2 separate regions of the Sarcophilus harrisii genome follow, and region 1 is linked to region 2. A link is a contact called in public Hi-C data. All regions are on one chromosome and are shown on one strand. The core of a region is the stretch at or near the end of the contact, and the rest is flanking DNA. Distances in the headings are between cores, read along the strand shown.

Region 1 (4,360 bases), core at 382-2,881, 130 kb before region 2:
GGAAAAGATCAGCAAGCCTAATGCCCGTACAGAGATGGAAGACTACAGGCTAGCCCGGGCTCTGCTCTGAGCACCTAAAGGAGCACCCACGCGCCCGAAGAGGACAAAGGAGGCAGCGGCGTTCACCAAAAAGACCAGTGGCAGTTTCCAAAACGACAAAAACGCAGCCTTTCCATCACCTCAAAATTAGCAACGAGAAAGCCAGGCCAAAGGCAATCCTAGCTCGTCACAATCCGCACAGGGGCCCAAGCAAGGCTCGCCTCCTCCGGAGGCCCACCCGCCCGTGCCTCCCGGACCCGGTGCCCAGGCGCAGGGCAGGGCAGGGCCGGGCCGCGAGCAGAGATCCCAGTATAAAGGGAGTCCCCGGTGGGGATGCAGTACCAAAAAGGGGCGTGTGCCGCGGGCCCGCGCCGGCTGTCCCGAGCCCAGAAACCGAGCTTAGGAGAGACTCCGCCGCCGCCCGGGGATGGGGGGTGGGCGGGATCCCCGCCGTGCCCGCGGGTCCCGGAGGAGCGGCCTGGGGAGGGGGGGGCGTGGACGGAGGACAAAGCCGGAGGCCGCGCCGGCAGCAAGAGGTAAGCAGCCCGCCGCTAGCACGCACGCACACACGCCCTCCCAGACGAGGCCGAGCCGGGCCCGTGAGAGGAGGCAGGATGCGGGGCCAGCACGCGCATGCCGCCGACACCGGCGCGAAGCTCCGCTGGGCACGGGGCTGGGGGGCGTGAGGATGAAGGGAACATGCGCGCGCACCGGGGCCTCACCGCCGCCATTTTGTTTCCTCGGCACAATGGGGGAGAGTAACGGCCGAGCGCGGGAGCGAGGCCGGGGATGGGGGAGGGGGCTCGGCAGCAAGAGGCGGGCGGGGACAGGGGCCGGCGCCAAGGCCCAGAGGCAGCGGCCGCACCGCTCTCCCGAGGGCGCCGCACGGCGCGTCAGAGACCCCGGTTCCCTGCCTCACGCCCGCGGGAGATCGGGCCCGGGGGAGGCCGCTGGGCCGCCGTGCGCAGGGGGGAGGGGGACGGAGGAGAGCCCCGCCGGGGCCCGCCCTTACCTTGTCGGCACCCCCTCGCCAGCAGCAGCAGCCGCCGCCGCCGCTGCCTCCTCCAGCGACAGCCCCCGGGTCCCCCAACCACGCGGTGCGCTGGGCTGCTCGGTCCGACTGCAATGGCGAGAGGAGGAGGAGGAGCCGGGGCCGGGGGCGAGCGGGCGGGCAGGCGGGCGGGAGCGCGCGCCGGAAAGATGAGGGCACGTGACCAATGGCGCCCCGCCCCCTTTTCTCTCTTCTCTCCGCGCAGGCTCCTCCGCCGGGACCCTTGTAGAGATGAGGGCGGGGGTGGGGAGAGCGGAGACCGTAGTTCGTAACACGTGACAGTGGCTAGAGCCTATGATGTCCCGTGCGTTCCTGGTCACATGTTAGTGGTGCGTTTTCTCTCTACCCTATAGTCGGCTGGTTGCCGGGAGTTGCTGCCGTCACGTGACAAGGGGGCAGAAGTTCGAGTGGGGCCGCCATCCTGGATTCAGAGCTGCGCAGGCGCAAACGCATACGCATTTGCAGAAGCATCTGCGGGAGAAGGCGTGACACTCCACCCCAGCTTAAGTTCTAATTCGTACTTCTCGGCTCTGCGGCGGCCTTTGAATGAAGGGACTGCTCCCGAAAAAGGGAGTGATTGTCACGTCCGGGTCCTCCTTTTTACAGACGGGGAAATCGAGGCCCAGTGAGGGCTAGCGACTGGTCCAGGAACACTCAGCCAGGACGCAGCAGAGCAAGAATTTTGAACGATCCCCGTGATTCCCAGTCTGCTCGTTCAGAACAGGGTGAGGAGCCGCTGTCAGGCTGGGCGGAGATCGCCTCGGCTGTTCGCCTTCACGTTGCGCTCCTCGCCCGAGTCAGGAAGCCCTGGGTTTAAGTTCTGCCCCTGACCCTTGCAGGCTTGGTGAAGCCGGAGCCCGCCTGGAGGCGCTCAGAGCCTGGGTTCAGGTTTTGCCTCTGAGGAGCGTCGCGTCATCTCTCGGCCCTCCAGGCGGATTCCTAAGACTAAGCTGCGGGGGAGGGGCGGGTGTCTTACAGGAGGTGTCCCCGGGGACCGTTTGTGGCGCCTTTGTGCTTCGAGCTTTCCCCGCGGCGCTGAGACTCCCCTGGAGGACGCCGGACACTAGCGCTTTCCAAACCGGAAAGTCCTACGTGGTTACTGACTGGTTACCCGGCTCCGACTTAGGTCGGGCTCCTCGCCGTGCTTCTCTCCGCCCGTTTCCTACCGCCTCTCGCATCGGTGTCTCTTTCCAGTAATGCACCGTTTTAATGATGTACTTGCACTCATCCGTTGCCCTCCTGACCTGGCGGTTCCCTTCTTGTTGTTACTTGAGCTAGAGAAATGCAGTATTTACCTGATTGAAGGTGCGTGCCCCGAATTAACCTCCCACTGCCTAGCTGCTTGACGATCCCACCCGTTTCTTATCAATTCCATTTGATCCAGATCTTTTTCTCTAGAGCTCCTAACTGCAGCTCTAAGGGTCTAATTGTAATGTTCTGTGGTGTTACCCATAAATAGAACAGCTGAGGATGGAAGGGCAGACCTAGAGTATAAGCTAAAGAATTTAGACATTAAGACAAGTTAAGCATTTATTACTTGGTCATTATGTGCCTGCCCTGTTTCAAAGAAAGACCAAAAAAAACCCGAAAAACCAGTGCCAGCCTTCAAAGAATTCTCCTTTTAGTGGGAGAGAGATGCCTACAACAGACAAAAATACTGAGTAAATGGAAGGCACCCTAAAAGGGGAAGGCATGGGGGAGCAGGCGCAATGGAGGGGAGTTGGCTATATAGAGAAACCTGTTAATGTTGCCCTACGTGGTACTCAGACACATGTAGTACTAGAGCAGTAGTTTGCCAACACTCCTGCCTTTCATTAACTGTGACTTTAACATTAAATTTGCAAAAGCAATTGCAAAAAGCTGCAAGCTTTTAGGGCCTTAACTTTTTTTTAGCCCAAATCCATAATGTTCAGAGTCACTTTTGTGCTTAGCAAAGGGCAATAAAAGACATTCTTCAATGAACTCAACCTGGGACTTTTCTGTTTGTTTGTTCTTTTCTTTTCATCCGCTATAGTTATAGAGCCACTTTCCACTTCAGTGAGTTATTAATGAAAAGCCTAAAGAAAAAGAAAAACCACAATTTTGTGTTGCCTTCATTCATCAATTTTCACTAAATATCCAAATTTTAGCACAGACTACAAATGGATAGAGACAGCCTCTATTATTCTTTGTAAAATGTGTAAGGACAGGTGAAAGTTCTAAGAACTCTCTTCATTTCCAAAGTAGTGCTGCTCTAGTCTAGGCAAGTGCCTGGGGATTTTTAAAATAGCTTATCCTGCTTTGGTTCTGGGAGAAAAGGCCCCTTCCTAGTCTTTTGGTTCCCACTGTGTCCTTGCAGAGGAACTTGGGAGACCCAGGATGAAAGCTGGAATAGAATGCAGATGATCTGGACTAGGACAAACATAATTGAGTCATATTGCCTAACTCTGGATCCTGCTGGCTCTGCTGCTTATTACTGATGTGATCTTTGGCCAGAAAGCCTTTCTGCATCAGTAGCCTGATTTGATAAACAAAGCAGTGGGCTAGAGGTCCCTTCCAATTCTGCTTACTGATACTTGGCATTTGTTCACTTCACATGATATTCTATAATAATTCTCTCATTTGATTTTCATAACAACCCTGGTAAGGTAAGTACTATGGATATGATCCCGGTTTTATAGCAGAGAAAAGTGAAGCCTTTTTTCCCCACGTAATGTCAGGATTAGAACCTAAGAAGTTTTGGAATATCCAACACCGCTTTCACTTCAACATGGTTCTCTTCTCAACTCCATAGGGTAAAATCACTAGAGAGTTTTTTTTTCTCTGAACTTATTTGCCTCCTTTTCAACAAGGCAAGCCAGTCTGCCTAAAGCAGCAAGACACCTTCAGGAAGAGGCAAAATGGCAACATATGCCAATTGGATCAAACTACTTCCAACTCTGAATCCTGGAGGGAAACCTATGTGGAAAAGGGGCTTACCACAGCCAATCCCAACACCAGTTACTGACCAATGGCCACCAAAAGGCAGATAAGCCAAAGAGACCTGGGGGTGATAGACACAAAAATATCTAGCCATTCTAAATCACTGTCCCTGGTGAGACGGGTAAAACAACTTTTGTGGGAATGAAACCTAGCAGTGCAGCTCTTGACCCCTCCCCTCATCAGCCAAAGCTATTGAAGACCCAAAGAAGAGAATTTCAGTGTCAGGAACATCTATTTTGATTGGCTAAGATGACAAGAAAAGTAATGATACGTATGGAGGGGATGTGGGACAACGGGGACACTAATACA
Region 2 (4,864 bases), core at 507-3,006:
AGCAAGTCGGAGCGCTCCTCCAACAGACACGAGGGGTTGGACACTAGCGTCTCCACAGGCAACGCCACGCCCACGCGCCCTCCCGTTTAAGACTAGCGTCAGAAGACCAGACTATTTCCCGACCCCTCTTCAGGACCCAGTCCTCTCCTCCTGCACTATTTTCAGATTACTGGCTTGTTTTGTTTTATTTTGAAAATTAAATAAGTAGTTTGTAAATAAATAAAGTAATTTGTAATAGAACGTCTAAATATCGGGGAGCGGACACTAAGAGAACCTGGGCTGGAGTTTTAAATAAGTAGTTTGTAAATAAAGTAATTTGTAATAGAACGTCTAAATATCGGGGAGCGGACACTAAGAGAATCTGGGCTGGAGTTTTAAATAAGTAGTTTGTAAATAAATAAAGTAATTTGTAATAGAACGTCTAAATACGGGGAGCGGACACTAAGAGAACCTGGGCTGGAGTTCTAAATAAGTAGTTTGTAAATAAATAAAGTAATTTGTAATAGAACGTCTAAATATCGGGGAGCGGACACTAAGAGAACCTGGGCTGGAGTTTTAAAGTCCCCATTAGGAAAATTCGGAGTCGTTAATGTCTGCCAGGTTTCGTCTTTCTTCACTGTACCGGACACCGAATTGGCTGCCTACATAAGCGAGAGGGGGGGAGTCGTCCTTGTCAAAAAGATCGGATTGTGGGAAAATCTTTGTGCAGCCCCATCCACCTCTCCTACCTGTGCATACACTAACTCGTATGCAAGTGTTTTTCCCATAAAATATGACCTAAGGGCTCTACAGAGATCGGCCCCTTATCCTGCTGATATGCAGCCTTCTTGGCTTGCTTGGGGCACTGTGAAAGAAGGATGGGGGGAGTGGGGTGGATCGAGAGATGATTGCTGAGCTCCAAAGCTCTCAAGCCCTAAAACTGATCTATACTTCGCTGCCATGTCGACGGGCCGCCACCTCCCGGTAGCCCTTGGAATTGCAGAAGACCTAGGGAGCTTTGTTCCGGAGGCTGGAAACGCAGAGATCGGGGAGGATTCTTGGGGCATCTTAGATATTCCAAATCCTGTCCCATATGTGCCTCTGGCCTTGAGTTACCTGGAACGCCTTCTAACCCCATAGATTCTCTCAATGCCTTGGGACCCTGGTTTCTTCCTCTAATGCCTCTCAAGCTTGGATGCTCGGATCTACATGGTTCTGCCGCTGCCATAGCCAGCTTTCAAGGCGACTGTTGGTCAAATTTGTGCATCCCGCTCCCAGTGCATCCTCTGGTTCGAGGATTACACTTCCTATAATCTCAGCAGGGAGAGGCTTCGAAGAGGGAGGGGAGAGACGGGCGCCCAGCTCCAGGAGACTCTGACCCCTCGTCTGGGACATCCCCGCCCCGCCCGTCTGGGCAGAAGCCCGAGGCACCCGCAGGGCTGGGAGAGGAGTCGCCCTCTCTCCTTTTCCTCTTTCTCCCTCCCTCCTAGGTGTGTTTCGGGGATGGGGGCGGGGTGGAACTGCCATTATTCTCAGGCCGAGCGCGGTGCCTCGGGGATAACGACCAGCACGTGCTCTGGGCTTCTCCATTTCTTTACGCCAGACCTGGGAAAGGCAAAGGCCAGACTTCAGGGACTGTGGAAGCGGGGCTCCGTCCAGCTGCGGCAGCCCGAAAGCAGGGGCGGGATAGGCATCCAAAGCAACGGGCTTGCCAGGCGCGAGGCCTGGTTCTGGGACGGGACTGGTGAGTCACGGGTGTCAGTCTAAGAGGCAAAGGCGGACGCTCCAGAGAGCTTGTGGTGAGTCCTGGGATCAGGGGCCCGCCAAGCCCCAGCCGGGGCCGCATCGTGCCCCGGGCTCCGGGATAGGCCAGCCACCGAGGGCCGTCGGAACCCCCTCCCCCACCCGAGGGGCCGGGAAATGCGGCCCGCGTTAGCCCGCCTTCAGGCCCCCGGCTCAGCCTTCAACGCCAGGCGCACGCAGTGGCTTCGCACTTGGTTATCTGGGGCGCCCCTCGGAAGCGGGAGGGGAACGAGGTGGAAGCAGGGCCCCTCCCCTCCTAGCTCGGCTTCCGTACTCGTTCTCTGGGAGGTAGCGCCAGTGTGTCCCTTTTCCCCCGCCTCCTGGAGCTGGCTTGGGGACCCCGTGGCCGGGCGGCTGACCAAGGGACTCTTATTCTGACGAGGCCGGGGCGCGCGGTCTGCTTAGTCATGGTGACTTTATCCTCCCCCTCGCCCCGCCCCCGCCATCTCCCTTCCACCGCTCTCCGCCCCCCCCCGCCCGCCTCCTCCCCCTCACCCCGCGCGCTGCGATGGAGGCGCCCGTGCCCGGGAGGCGGAGGCGGAGGAGGAGGAGCAGGAGCGCGGCCATGGCTGGGTGAGTAACGCGGCCACTGTCGCCGCCGCCGCCGGCGCTCGGGCCCGTGGGGCCGCGGGAGGCCGCGGCCGGCGAGAGAGCTGCCTCGGGCCGGGACTGGGGAGCAGCCGCGGCGTTTCGGGGAGCCCGGGGTCCCGCCGCCGGCCCGGTTCGGGTTCTGGCTCCGGGCTCTGGCCGGGCCGGGGGGAAGGCCGGTGCGGAAGGCTCGGGGTGGCGGATTTGCTCCCCTCCTGCAGCCGGGGCGCGCCTGGCGGCGCGGACCGAAGCGGCTCCGGAAAAGGGTCGCTCCTGCTGCCGGCGGGCCCGGCCCGGCTGCGCTTTGTTTCCCTCCGCGATCCGGCCTGCTCCGCCCGCGCCGGTCTTTCCCCTTCAGAGGGCGGCGCTAGAGCCCGCTTGGCGCTGAAGGAGCCGGGATCCCACCCCGAGCGGCCCCAGGACTCGCGGGGCCGGCGGCTGGCGGGCCGGGCCGGGCCGGGGCCCGGGCAGGAAGTAGACGCGCAGCCATTGCGTGGCTCCAACCCTGGGCTCGCGCCGCATCCTGCCCCGGCCCCGGCAGCCCGGCACTATGACATTTGTGGCACTTCCCAGGCTTTGTCTCCTCTGAGCCCCCGGCGGCCCCGAGAAGGGGAGGCTCGGGCAGGGAGGGAGCGAGAGCGCCGACGTCACGGAGCTAGGAAGCTGTCCCACCCGGCTAGAATCCGGGCTTCCTGCCTCCGAGCCCAGCTCTTCCTCCCTCCCGCTAGGGCCGGCCCAGGGATGCCCTAAAGCAGGGGGGGCAGAGGGAGCCTCCGGGCCCTGAACTAGCTGGACAGGGGCTGCCGGGCCGAGGGGTGTCATACAAATTAAGTGTTTGGGGGGGGTCCTGGGCAGTAACGTAGGTATTAAAACAGAACGGTAACTCAACTATTGGGTTTCGTTGTGGTGCTAGTCTGGGACCATCTGCCTTTTGCACTTGGAGCACTGACCCTGAAGTTAAAAAGCAGGAGTTTGAATTTCAACTGTTACCACCTGTGCAAAGTCACTTCCCAGCTCCTCAGCTTCCTCTTCTTTAAAATGAGCAGTTTGGACTGGGCAGCCTCCAATGTCTGTGGTCCCTTCGGAGCTCACACCCAGACCAGCAAGGCCTCAACTGGGGTCTGGCTGGGGAATATAATTACCATCATTAGTGTTTACATCGCCCTTTTAAGTTTTGCAAAGTATTTTCCGTAGGTTATCTCATTTGAAGGAGGCTCCACCCAGGCTAGGATTGCTACTTAAGCGAGCTAGCTGAAGTTGGCAGGGCTCATTTTTAGGCTGGCAGTCTTTAGGCTGCGTGGTGGGTGGCCATCCCTTGAGATAGTCTTCTTGGCAAAGGAGAAGGAAGCCCATGGAGGAGTGGGTTCTCCCCACCAGCACTGGTATCTAGGGCCTGATCACCATCCCCTCACCCTCACTCCCAGGTGCGTGATTCCAGGCGGCGGCAGTGATTTTCTAAAGGCTGATGCAGCCAGTGTCTGGGCATAGCAGGGGTGTTCCCTGTGCCCATTCTCTCCCCCTCCTGTCCAACCGCCCTGGGGGGGCCGGCGATGCGGTGATGTACGCCACGGAGTGCAAGGCGGAGGTGACGCCCTCCCAGCATGGCAACCGGACCTTCAGCTACACCTTAGAGGACCACACCAAGCAGGCCTTTGGCATCATGAATGAGCTTCGACTCAGCCAGCAGCTCTGTGATGTGACTCTGCAGGTCAAATATGAGGATGCGCCTGCTGCCCAATTTATGGCTCACAAGGTGGTACTGGCTTCCTCCAGCCCAGTCTTCAAGGCCATGTTCACCAATGGGCTGCGGGAGCAGGGCATGGAAGTGGTCTCTATTGAGGGCATCCACCCCAAGGTGATGGAACGACTCATAGAGTTTGCCTACACTGCCTCCATCTCCATGGGGGAGAAATGTGTACTGCACGTGATGAATGGGGCTGTCATGTACCAGATTGACAGCGTAGTACGGGCTTGCAGTGACTTTTTGGTGCAGCAGCTGGACCCCAGCAATGCCATTGGCATTGCCAACTTTGCTGAGCAAATTGGCTGTGTTGAACTCCATCAGCGTGCCCGGGAGTACATCTATATGCACTTTGGGGAGGTAAGTGTGTATGGGTTTAGTGGCCTGGGAGCTGGGTAGTTGTGGGGGCAAATGATTCACTTTCTGAACAAAACTTTAGCCCCGTGCTTAAGCACACAGCACACCTCTGGCTGAGACAGATAGGGTCAGAATGAGAAAGCGTAGTTTCTGGGAGTCTGGCTGCGCCTTGTACTCGTTCCTTTGTTTAATGGTACTGCCTGGGCTTTGGGGAGGACCCTGGGCCTTCTCTCTCCCTGTGACCCCACTGAAAGCAGGAAGTACACAGCTCCTGGTAGTCAAATCCCAGGAGGATGGGAGGGCATCACTTTGGACTGCAGTGGAGAACCTCTTTGCCCCCACAACCTCTCCTCCCCTCTATCAGGTAGCAAAGCAGGAGGAATTCTTTAACCTGTC

The links. A called contact is a pair of places that touch in the nucleus more often than the background predicts.
Region 1: a Hi-C map of heart shows a contact between it and region 2, with 6 times the contacts expected there. The contact joins the promoter of ILF3 here to the promoter of KEAP1 in region 2. A contact is called at or near these places in 2 of 3 Hi-C or Micro-C datasets (fibroblasts and heart).

The regions. Positions count from the first base shown.
Region 1 is chr1:647,244,008-647,248,367 of mSarHar1.11, reverse strand. It overlaps ILF3 (interleukin enhancer-binding factor 3), which reads right to left and starts at 1,631. Exons shown (of 20, transcript XM_031947529.1): 1 at 1,052-1,631.
Region 2 is chr1:647,113,294-647,118,157 of mSarHar1.11, reverse strand. It overlaps KEAP1 (kelch-like ECH-associated protein 1), which reads left to right and starts at 1,756. Exons shown (of 6, transcript XM_031947516.1): 1 at 1,756-1,778; 2 at 3,795-4,471; 3 at 4,833-4,864. The coding sequence starts at 3,836. S1PR5 (sphingosine 1-phosphate receptor 5) reads left to right here. Exons shown (of 2, transcript XM_031947517.1): 2 at 1-168. The coding sequence ends at 90.